Regions from separate parts of the Mus musculus genome. Here region 2 is linked to region 1. A link is a contact called in public HiChIP or PLAC-seq data. All regions are on one chromosome and are shown on one strand. Each heading gives the region's core, a stretch centred on a gene start, on an enhancer-like site or on the middle of the called end of the contact. The rest is flanking DNA. Distances are from core to core; before and after follow the strand shown. Region 1 holds the start of Acot4 (acyl-CoA thioesterase 4). Region 2 holds the start of Coq6 (coenzyme Q6 monooxygenase).

Evidence for each region. HiChIP or PLAC-seq counts read pairs in DNA pulled down with a chosen protein or histone mark.
Region 2: a contact with region 1 is called in an H3K27ac HiChIP or PLAC-seq map of microglia, with 4 times the contacts expected there. The contact joins the promoter of Coq6 here to the promoter of Acot4 in region 1. A contact is called at or near these places in 1 of 115 datasets of contacts at active chromatin or transcription factors (microglia) and 1 of 9 other capture datasets (liver).

What each region holds. Positions count from the first base shown.
Region 1 is chr12:84,035,356-84,041,445 of GRCm38.p6, forward strand. Acot4 (acyl-CoA thioesterase 4) reads left to right here and starts at 3,024. Exons shown (of 3, transcript NM_134247.3): 1 at 3,024-3,612. The coding sequence starts at 3,156. The region is part of intron 1 of Gm40474 (a long non-coding RNA gene); the gene reads right to left.
Region 2 is chr12:84,359,212-84,365,301 of GRCm38.p6, forward strand. Coq6 (coenzyme Q6 monooxygenase) reads left to right here and starts at 2,757. Exons shown (of 12, transcript NM_172582.3): 1 at 2,757-3,026. The coding sequence starts at 2,840. It overlaps Fam161b (family with sequence similarity 161, member B), which reads right to left and starts at 2,617. Exons shown (of 9, transcript NM_001358283.1): 1 at 2,481-2,617. The coding sequence starts at 2,534.

The sequences.
Region 1 (6,090 bases), core at 1,774-4,273:
CTCCTTTCTAACTTCACCACTTTTCCTTATATTAGTTCAGCAAACATACAAGAAGTTTAGAGCTTTCTTGACTATCATGTTGAGGGCAGACCAGGGGGAGGATAACTCCTGCAATGTAAAACAAGAGACATCACTTTCTAGAACTTTGGGAAAGAAGCTATCAAAACTCCTATTTATTTATTTGCTTTGCAATATATACGATTTACATTTATAAGAGGGAGAATTCATTCTCCTAAGAATGATTAAATAAGCATAAATCCGCCATTACGTGAACATTTATGGTACTGGCTGTGGTGCCTGTGAAGAAAGTAAGGGACAACATATTGATAACTCTTTGCCAGCTTGGAAATCAAAGTGAGGCACCTATCCTCTCTCATTTGCTTTGTATCAAATCTGTTCTTTCCTTTTGGTCACTATGACAAAAATTCAGGTTGATGAAGAGATAGCTGAGAAGGGCGCACATAGGCACAGCTAAGGAAGTTTGAGGTCACACTGCTTGCCTTCTTGCACACACTCATGGGTGGCTGGGCTTTTATAAGGATGATATATGCTCATTAGATATGATGAGGAGGATTTAATGATGATGACAATCGTAAATCATTTAGGTTGGAACCCCAGAATGGCTGCTTATTAGCTGCCAACATATCCAAGCCACTAATTCTTTATAACAGCTAGCTATTCTTCCTGAGAAATAATTGCAAATACGTGCATTAAAATAGCTAAGATATCTGAAGAAGAACGAAGACCAAAGTGTGGACACTTTGCCCCTTCTTAGAATTGGAAACAATCACCCATGGAAGGAGTTACAGAGACAAAGTTTGGAGCTGAGACAAAAGGATGGACCATCTAGAGACTGCCATATCCAGGGATCCATCCCATAATTAGCCTCCAAACGATGATACCATTGCATACACTAGCAAGCGTTTGCTGAAAGGACCCTGATATAGCTGTCTTTTGTGAGACTAGGCCGGGGCCTAGCAAACACAGAAGTGGATGCTCACAGTCAGCTATTGGATAGATCACAGGGTCCCCAATGGAGGAGCTAGAGAAAGTACTCAAGGAGCTAAAGAGATCTGCAACCCTGTAGGTGCAACAACATTATGAACTAACCAGTACCCCGGAGCTCTTGACTCTAGCTGCATATGTATCAAAAGATGGCCTAGTCGGCCATCACTGGAAAGAGAGGCCCATTGGACAGGTAAACTTTATATGCCCCAGTACAGGGGAACGCCAGGGCCAAAAAGGTGGGAATGGGTGGGTAGGGGAGTGTGGGGGACTTTTGGGATAGCATTGGAAATGTAATTGAGGAAAATACGTAATAAAAAAATATTTTAAAAAAGTTTTAATTTTAAGCTTAAAAAATAGCTAAGATATTAGATTATGAAGTTTTATGAAAATTATAGCTACCATTTATGTGATATTTACTCTATTCCTGGTACATCCAGTTCTCAAAACACTATGATGTAACTACTGCTATATCTAATATACAAGGAAGCTGTAGGGAAGAAAACCTGACTTGAAAGCATGTAACTGTTCCACAGAAAAATTCTTCTTGTCCCGATTCTGGGCTGTGGACATATAACAATAAAGTGAAATCAGCACCTCTCCTTTTGAAAAAATTGTCATTTAAACATCATGTTAAAATTGCTGATAACAACCTTCTTAGCAATATAATTCACAAAGTCCCTGCTCATATTTTACTTTACGTTGACCAAGGGACAGAACATCGCCTCAGTTGGCAGTCAGGGCCTTCCTCACCTTTGCACTCTTCCTTCTGGAAGGTTCAGTTTGAACGCCTGCCTTATGTGTATCTAGTGGCATGCCAACAGCATCCTAAACCCCAGCCAGATGGCTCCACAAGCACTCATATATCTGCATCTTAGGCTGCACCATTTCTAAAAAAGATTTATTTTATGTATGTGAGTACACTGTAGCTGTACAGATGGTTGTGAGCCTTCATGTGGTTGTTGGGAATTGAATTTAAAGACCTCTGCTCGCTCTGGACAACTATACTCACTCAGTCCCTGCTCACTCTGAACGAAAGATTTATTTATTATTATACGTAAGTACACTGTAGCTGTCTTCAAACGCAGCAGAAGAGGGCATCGGTTCTCATTACGGATGGTTGCGAGCCACCATGTGGTTGCTGGGATTTGAACTCAGGACTTTCAGAAGAGCAGTCAGTGCTCTTACCTGCTGAGCCACTCCCTGCACCATTTTATCAGCCCATTGGACAACACTGGACCTTGGATGAAGCCAACTTCTCAGAGAACTTTCTATGGCACCCTTGACACCTGCTCGGCCCCTAGAACGTTCAAGCCGCCCTTAATAGCACCCCTAGTAAAACGGGGTCGAGCAACCACCTCTGTGGCCTCTTCATCCTGTACCAGAGAGCCATTTGCATCTCATTGAATCTGGGCTTTGGGGCCAGGAGAGGATGTTGCCCACTAATTAATCTTGGCTGTCAATTTAACCACATCTGGAGTCAACTAAACCCCAAGCAGCTGGGATTGCCTGTGAAGGATTTTTCTTGGTTGGATTATTTTGAGGTGGGAGACTCACCCTAAGTCCAGATCATTTGGCCCTAAATCCAGATCATTTGGCCCTAAATCTGGGCCACACAAAAGGACACGGGAGAAGGGACGTCTTCGTGTCTCTGTCTGCGCATGTCTCCATCCTGTTCGCTATGTTCATATTTAGAGAACCCTAACTTAACACAGTTGCCTTTCTCAATTTAACTGTGCATTCTAGTTTCTGTGCTGGGAGCTGTAGCATCCAGGGAAGTTTTTGTAAGCTGAGTATCTTAAGACTAAAGTGGTATAAAGTTGTAATTTATTACAAAGTTCTTGCTCTTGGTTCCGTTTTGTATTTTTATAAAGCTGCTGAATCCACGGAAGGATCGTACTTTGCCTTGATTCATTCACTTGGTGTGTCATCACCAATCACTTTCACAACACCACGTGGGAGTGGCGAGAAGCAGAATCCTATAACCTGGCTCAGCCCCGAAGCATGACCTTTGGCCGGTCTGTGCCCAAATTGCTGACAGATCATGGTTCCTCTCTTGTCTGGGTCCTAGAGACGCACTAGGTCGGCTCCACAGCAGGCCAGGCTCCGCTCCGGACTCGCGTGGCGCTCCCCGAGGCCTCCAGCTCCTAATGGCAGCGACACTGAGCGTGGAGCCCACGGGCCGCAGCTGCTGGGACGAGCCGCTGAGCATCGCCGTGCGCGGCCTGGCCCCCGAGCAGCCCGTCACGCTGCGCTCTGTCCTGCGCGACGAGAAGGGCGCGCTCTTCCGAGCCCACGCGCGCTACCGCGCGGACTCCCACGGCGAGCTGGACCTGGCGCGCGTGCCCGCGCTGGGCGGCAGCTTCTCGGGGCTCGAGCCCATGGGGCTGCTCTGGGCCATGGAGCCCGATCGGCCTTTCTGGCGCCTGATCAAGCGCGACGTGCAGACGCCCTTCTTGGTGGAGCTGGAGGTGCTGGACGGACACGAGCCCGATGGCGGGCGGCGGCTGGCGCGGACGGTGCACGAGCGTCACTTCATGGCTCCCGGGGTGCGGCGCGTGCCCGTGCGCGAGGGCCGGGTGCGCGCCACGCTCTTCCTGCCCCCAGGTGAGTTGGGTGGTTGAGAGGTGGGAGCGCGCCAAGGGCTGAGTCTAGGGGTGGGGTTAGGGTTTCCTAGGAAGGTGCTATTGGCCATTTCAGTGGTCACTCAAACAGGTTGGGGGATTTTCATACATTAGCAAGTGCCCTTTGCTTGCATTATCTCATTTAATCTCTGTCTATCCCCAAAAGATAGTGTTATCCAGCTGATGAAAAACACAACTGAACTTTGTTGCAATACGAGGTTAGGAAAAATGAGACAGAGGAAACTGCCACATTGTCCTTGACACACGCAGCCCCTTCTCCCCACTCCACCCCCACCCCTAGTCAGTACATACAAACACACACACACACATACACACACACACACAACCTCAAGGGTTAAAGCCATAGTACATCCAGATTAGCATAAATTGGCTTTGTTCTTATTGTTTTTGAATTTAACCTTATGGGGGCTTAGTGGTTAAGAGCACTCACAAGCGTTCTGCCATTAACTTTGGAAAAGTAAAACCCAATTTTAAAACAATTTATTACTTATAGAATTAATATTAGAAGCATTACCATCATATTACAAAGTTTGGCTGCCAATTAATACCTATGAATACATGCAAGCTTTAATGTTTTATTAAAGAGACATTACTTAAAATTTTATCTTTAATTCTACTTTCTAGGATAAGAATCACATTAATTATTATCTCAACTAGAAGTATCTTTAGAGACCCAGCCTCTTGGCCTGCCTTATGCCACGTGTTGGAAGGACTTTAAACTTGAGTTATCAATTTTAAGGCTAACCATCTGTTACCAATGTAACAACTATTAATCTTAACTAATAACTTATGAGCTGATTGTGAAAACACTCAGAGCATATTACCAATTAAAAAAAAAAAAAAACAAAGGAAGCAGTTACATTTAGACCAATCAGAGAACATTAATTTTTCTAGCTATAATCATAGAATAAAAAGTACTTTATCATTTGCCAAACACATTAATCACGAATGTAGAGAACCCTCTAAGAAAAAAAAAAAGTTTATCAGCTTTTTTACCCCAAAACTAAGAGGCTGTAGACTCTCCTTTTTTCCTATAAGGAACAGCTTTTCCAGCAGGGGCCCTCTTGCCGTGTGCCTGTTTCCTGGTTGAAGCATGTGGCCGCTCTCGGCTTTGCAGATAAAGTTTTTTTTTTTTTAGCCATCTTTATTATCCAACATAAAACATAGAACATTCATTCATTCAGACTGGACACGAACATACATGAAATTGAACAAATGAACAGATTGGTGCACCAGACATTAGACAAAGACACAAAAGGGGCAGAGTACTTCTGCTGTAAAGCCCAGAGAGAACAAAGCAGGGCACCCCTGAAATTTCTCTCTGCTTTTTGGGACATTTTCCTCCCGCATGATGCAGTTTTTAACTGCGGCCATCTGCCTGATTAGTAATTTCCTTTTAATAAACCCTTTCTTTTCTCACGCCTAACTGGGAGCTACGGCTAACCACCTGTTACGTTCCTAGCCCCTAATAAACCTCACTGGTGAACCTAAGTGAATTAGCGTGCAGGTTTAACGCTGTTTCAACTTAGCCCATACCGACTTTCTCCGGTATGAATTTCCTTTAATTATTTTCTTCTTCTATGGAGCTCCAAACCAGCAGTGCTTCTTCCAAATGTCCTCTGTTGTTTCTCAGTCCCGCGTTGGGTCGCCAGATCTGTTGCGGCTGGCCAGCGGCTCACATGTCTGGGTTCTAGTCTGAGAAGCATCTTGGAACCTGGAAGAGAAGATGGGGCTAGGCGATGCGAGAGAGACGGAGCTAAGACAACCAGGTTCTAATCAAAGCTCAATTTTACTATTTCGTGCACCGAGTTATGAAGGAAGGGGAAAGGGCCCATTCCCGCCAAATCATCCTGGAGTCAGCTTCAGGTGACCACGTCGGAACAGCAAGGCGGCAGGCTCCAGCAGTGGGAGTGGCAGAACGATAGGGTGACAGGCTCCACCCTGATGCTCTCTTCTTGCTAACAGTGAAACCTGAGCTGGGGGGGGGGGGTTAGAACCTGGGTTCAATTCCCAGCACCTGCATGACAGCTCACAGCTGTCTGTAACTCCTGTACTGGGAGATCTGACACTCTCACACAGATAAATACAGAAGCAAAACTCTAACACATAAAAATAAATGTATTTTGTTTTCTCATGTGTGTATGGTTTGTGTGTGCTGGTGCTCACGGGGCGGGGAGGGGGGTGTCAGAAGAGGGGATCAGATCCCCTTGAGCTGGGGTTGCATGTGCTTGTGAGCCCCGGTCCTGGGTCCTGGGTCCTCTGCAAGAACAGGGAGGGCTCTCAACCACTGTAACACTCTCCTCTGCCACACACTTCCCATTGTCTGCAGCCCTTGGCAGAGCAGGAGGAGGGGACAGTCTAAGGCTTGCAAATCCTCCTTCCAAAATGTACTCCTCACCCCAAGGTTTAGCATGGTCTCCTGGAACAACAGCTGATCTGT
Region 2 (6,090 bases), core at 1,507-4,006, 320 kb after region 1:
ATCACTAACTGAGAAATGCTTTACACTTGGTTCTCATGGAGGCATTTCCTTAACTGAGGCTCTTTCCTCTGGGATGATCCTAGCCTGTGTCAGGTTGACACAAAACCAGCCTGTACAGTCATGAAGTCTGTTTTCCGGTGAGAGCAGAGGGAGAACACGGGAGGGTAACGTAAGGAAGTGTGCGCTTGGAAGGCTTGTCTGTGGCTACCCGTCAGAGGGCACTGGGAGGGCACCAATACTCAGGATTAAATGTATCAGTTTGTTGCACAACATCATGGAAAACTATAGCAAATGCACAGGGATGGACTAGGATCAGCATGTTCAGGCTGTTTTGAGAGGAGGGATAGGGAAGAGGGATCAACTCTTGACAGGTACTGTGATGAATGAGAATGGTCGAGAAAGGTAGAGAGCTGTGCAATATCTTAGGGCAAAGGTAAACAGCTGATAAGGATGCATAATCCTTTAGAAGACAGAACTGTTAGTAAGTCTGCAACTATGGTATGGACCCAGGAAAAGCACTGCCGCTTGGTGACCTTGCTCCTGCCCTTGGCTGTATCTGCTAGGCAGAGTACAGATGCTCTTTCACACATGATGCATCGTCTATATCCAGATAAGTCCATTCTAAGTCACAGTAGTTTAAGTAAAAACGTACTAATACATTAACCTACTGAGCAGGGCACTTAGAGAATAGCTATTGTTCACACTCCTGATTGTGCAACTCACTAGAAATAGCAAGTCCCTGGACACTGTGTCACCAAAGCAGAGAGTGTATCCTATTGCTATTTAAAGAAAGACTGAAATCTAGAGCTGGGAATTTAGCTCTGTGGAGAGCACTTACCTAGAATGCACAGGACCCTGGACTCAGTCCTCAGTACCATAAAAATAGAAAAATAAAAGTATGGAGTATTAGCCAGGCAGTGGTGGCGCATGCCTTTAATCCCAGAACTTGGGAGGCAGAGGTAGGCGGATTTCTGAGTTCGAGGCCAGCCTGGTCTACAGAGGGAGTTCCAGGACAGTCAGGGCTAAACAGAGAAACCCTGTCTCGAAAAAACAAAAAAAAAGTATGGAGTATTGTTTCTACTGAGCGCATGCTTGTCCATCATTATAGTGTGGAGAGCAATCTGAACCACTGAGGTTGGGGGTGTCTGACTTTGAGTGTTAGGGTGATTTTTATTGTCTCAGTTGAGTCTTGTAGTGATAGAGGGAAGGTGGTGTGGCTGGAGGACAGTGGCCTGAGATGTCCTTAGAGTGGTAGGTACAAGGCCACCAGTGGACTATTGATGATTAGTGGCAATTGGAGCAGTCCATCTGAGTTAGAGATAAGTGTGTGCTCTAACCCTAGCTCTGCTGCTGAAGAACATGTGATCTAGAGCAAAACTCTCTCCTTCCCCTGCCCCTCTCTCTCTGTTGTGACAGGGTCAAAGGGCGACCTTGAACTCCTTATCCTTCTGCTTTAGTAATTTGAGTTGTTGGGATTACAAGTTTGAGCCATAATGCTGGCTCTTTCGTTTTAAAAACAACTTTATTGAAACACAATGTCCATAGTGTACAAGTGAGCCATTCAAAGCGTACTCTCCTCCAGTTTCTAAAACAGCCAGGGTCATCTAGCAATCACAGTAGAAGTCAGACCATTTTCACCATTCCTCTAAAGCAGTGTCCTCAACTGTTCTAATGCATCGACCCTTTAATACAGTGTTTCATGTGGTGGTGAGCCCCAACCATAGTCATTTTCATTGTTAATACTGTAATTTTGCTACTGTTATGAATTGTAAGGTAAATATCTGATATGCAGGATGATCTTAGGTGAAACAGATTGAGAATCTCTGCTCTGAAGCACCAGTGTAGCATTTAATTGTCACTTATATCCCTTAACCCTCCCACATCTTCCTCTCAACCTGTCAGCCCTAGGCAACTACCAGCCTACTTTCTGTTTTCAGAGATTTCGGGGCAAATTGCTTAACCCATCTCTTTTCTTTTCTAGAAAATGGGTTTGAGAGGATACAACACATTAAACACATTCAGTTTAATGAATTTTAATATATTTGAAGAGCTGCGTTTCGGTGCGTTTTCCTTACTCTAAAACGACAACAAAAACCTTGGAAGCTTTTAGAAGTCTCTCCTCACCTCCTCAGCCCTTTTAGAAGTCTCTCCCTGTTTCTCCTCACCTCAGCCCCATGCAATGACGCGCCCCCTAGATTTGCCTTTTCTGGATAATCATATTAAGATAGAGATCGCTTTTAAGATTTTCAAGGTTAATTCGTGGTTTGTTATTAGTACGATTCCTGATATCAGAGCCTGGTACAAGACACAAAAGACCCACGTCCCCCAAGACTGGTTCTCTAAGTGCCCAAGCGCTGCCAATTTTAATTCTTCGCCCTTTGATGACACGCCCCTGACTCTGTCTCCACGGCAACGCTAAACAGTTTCCACTCTTGAGGATTCCTTGCTGAGGCATCCGACTTCCTCCTTTCTCCACTCACCTCACGGCTCCACTCGGCGCACTCAGGACCTCCCGCAGTCCTCCCCACAGTCATCTTCCTAACTAGAGAGAGAGAGAAGCAGAGGTGAAAGCAGCAGTGACAACCGTGACAGCGGCGCCGGCGGTTAGGTACTGCTAGCCACGCCCCTTCATGGCTTTAGCCTTGGATTGGCTTCCAGTCTTTAGTCTGTTCCGCCCAATGAGGCAAGAGCGTCTTCTGATTGGATAATTTTCTTCAACTATTTTATTTCCGGTTTTGAAGACAGGGCTAAAACCACACAAGGTTGACGACTGCCCCGGAAGCACTTTCCAGGACCTATCAGGGAGAAGTCCCGGGCGCGGGCGCAGGCAGGAGTCATTATGGCGGCCCGCATTGGCTCCATGGCAGGCTTGCTCTGCGTTCGCTGGTGGAGTTCCGCGCAGCTCGCAGCCAGAGGAGGCCCGCTAGTTGCCAGCCAGCGATGGGCGGGCTCCTCGGCAGACACCGTGTACGACGTGGTGGTGTCAGGAGGAGGCCTAGTGGGCTCTGCCATGGCTTGTGCCTTAGGTAGGTGCATCTCGACCGCGGGCTGGAGGATCTGGGCTGTGGAGGGACGGTACTCACAGTGGAGGTCGGGACGCTGTCCAGACACCTAACGTGCCTGACCTGGTGCTTTGCTCACTGTCCTTCCAGGGGAGTCCTCGGGAATGGCATGGGTTCTGCGGGATCACAAGTGGGCGGGCCTTTCTAAGTCAGTCTGACCCTTGAGAACTGTCCAGGATTGTTTATGAGCACCTCGAGAGGCATCGGGCTTTGTAGTATCGGATGGTAGATCGGATTGACCTCGAAATCACAGAGATCATCTTCCTCAGTCTTCTGAGTGCTGGGATTAAGGCCCGCGCCCCCACTCCTGGTCTTAAAGCTGCTTTATTAAGATAACATTCATCTAGTTATAAGTGCTCCCACTTAAAGCGTACAGTCCAATGAGTTTTTAGTATTTTTGCAGAGCTATTCAGTACCTACAATAAGTTTTATTACCGTTTCCTTACTTTATAAAAAACCAAAAAGCAAAAAAATAAAAAAAGACTTGGAATTCATTAGATGTCACTCTCCACACTTCTGCTCACCTTCTCAGCCCTACAGACTCTCCTACTTTCTGTCTATAGATTTACCTTTTCCGGATAGTTCTATGTAGTTGGAGATATACTCTGTTTTAAAGGTTAATCCAGGTTGGAGTCTGTATCAGACAGCTTTTGTTTTGAGAGCTGATGCCATCCTCAATTGTGTTGAAAGTATGCTTGGTTTTCACTTTTGGCCTGTAAAGGAATGATGCTAGTAGGGACATTCTGTGTGCAAACTTTGGTGTGAACAGTGTTGATCATCTCGAGGCTATTCTCTAGTGAAATCTCTGGGTTATGTGGCAATGCTGATGTTTTGAAGACCTGCCAGACTTTGAGAGAGTGCCCCAGTTTATGTTATCATTGACAGTAGATGAATGCTCAGGTTTCTCCTGACCCTGACAGCACTATCTGCTGCCTTTTTTCTTTGTCCTCTGAAGTTCGTAGGAAGTGGCTTGTGTTTATATTTCCCTAATGACCAATGGTGTGGAATATATTTACCAAGTGCTGGCATGATGTAGCACCGTTTCTGGGCCCTTCGAAACTTTAGCATTCACATTTTGGTGGCTCGCTCTTGTGTTAGGTTTGTGTGTATGTTTTCCTTTGTACTGCATCCTTCTCTCGCTCTTTTCTGAGCGTCACGGGGAAGGAAGACAGCAGCTCTTTTACTAACGTTCACACACAATTCTGTTTTGTTATTGTTTGCTTTTCTGTCTAGCAAAGTATTATATTTTAAAACTCAGGAGTGACTGTTAAAATCATGGTAGTAAAAAGCATGGTGTTTTTTGCAGGAGGATCAGAAGTTCAAAGCCATCCTTGGGTTACATAGAATGCAAAACTCCCAAAACAAACAAAAATATGTGACTAAGGTATTTCCAATAGTCTTTTTGTTTGTTTGTTTGTTTAAAATAAGGTGCTGTGTAATCTTTGCTGGTGTGGACCTTTAACTGATCCCGCTGTCTCTGCCTCCCAAATGCTGGGCTCCCAAGCACAGGCTGTTACTCCCGAGTTATAAAGGCGCTTACTGACTTTCCCCCTTCAGTCCCCTGTTTTCCATAATTCTTCCTAAAACTCACAACTAATTGTTGTTTTAGGCTTGAGTTTCCCTCTGACATTTGAGTTTGGGAACAGTTCCCTGCATAATTGCACAGTTGCATTCTTAATCCATTCTTGTCATATTCTTTGGGTTTTATTCTGAGACTCCTCCTCCTCCTTGAGCCCCTGGGTAGCCATACAAGTGTGCACCACTACGCCTGGGCTTCTCACTTGATTTCTAGGTGGTTTTTTTCTCATTTCAAAAACAGTTACATTAAATAGCTAAGAAATAAAACACATCACCTGGGTGTATTTTATAATGTACTTGGAAATCTAATTGTTTTCCTTTTAGTTTTATCTTACCCAACAAACATACAGTGCCTACTTTATGGGTCCGCAGCTGGAAATTATATTCTAAGGGAAGAATGTAGGGAATGTGGAACCTGGAAAAGGACACAGATAACCAGGGGGGGAGGAAGCATGACAGGAAAGCTCCCTCGTAGAGGGACCAGCAGCTGGTATGTGCTGGAGGACAAAGTGCCTGCTGTGGAGGACACACCCAGGAAGCGAGGCCAGATCACAGGGATTGATCAATCATAGAGCACTACCACCTTCAGAGCAAGGGGCAGGGTGATGGGGGACTAGGAGACCATGATTTTGAGCAAGCATGTCTGGGTCCCTCCTTCCTCTTACTACCCAGCAAGAGGGATCAGCGCCGTTGGGTTGACTGCTGCTCACTGCCTGCTCCATGGCAGCCATTTTGGTTTTTATCCACTCGTGTGCCTGTCGTAATGATGCCTATTCACTACCAGTGCGCAGGGATAGTGCCTGCAGGCACGTGTGGAATTTATGGATGACACCTGTCGCTCTATCATCTAAAATGCAAAGGCCCATTGCTGACCCTATTGGAGTCAGAAAGGGAGGCTCGGAGGTTGTAGTAACCTTGCTGCTGGGTCCTAGATAGCCACTGGTTGGCCTGTGGGATGGCCTGCGACTGTTAATAAGGCAGTTGTGGGTTTTTTTTTTGTTTTTTTGTTTTTGTTTTTTTTTCTGGTTTTTCGAGACAGGGTTTCTCTGTGTAGGTCTGGCTGTCCTGGAACTCACTTTGTAGACCAGTCTGGCCTCGAACTCAGAAATCCGCCTGCCTCTGCCTCCCGAGTGCTGGGATTAAAGGCGTGTGCCACCACGCCCGGCTGCGTTTGTGTTTTTAAAGGCATGTACCATGTGGCCGGCTTGATTTTCTTTGTGTCTGTGTACATTATGTGCACATGAGTGCAGTGTCGAAGGACGTCAGAAAACGGCGTTGGGTCCACAGGCTGGAGTTAGAGTTGGGAGCCTCTGGCCGTGGGTGATGGATGGCCTTGCTGCCCTCTGCAAGAGCAGTCCATGCTCTTTACTTGTGAGCTCCTCCTCCCCATACTGTAAAGTGAAAAAAACAAAAAAAAACAAAACCTATTTCCTAATGATGCCACATTGCT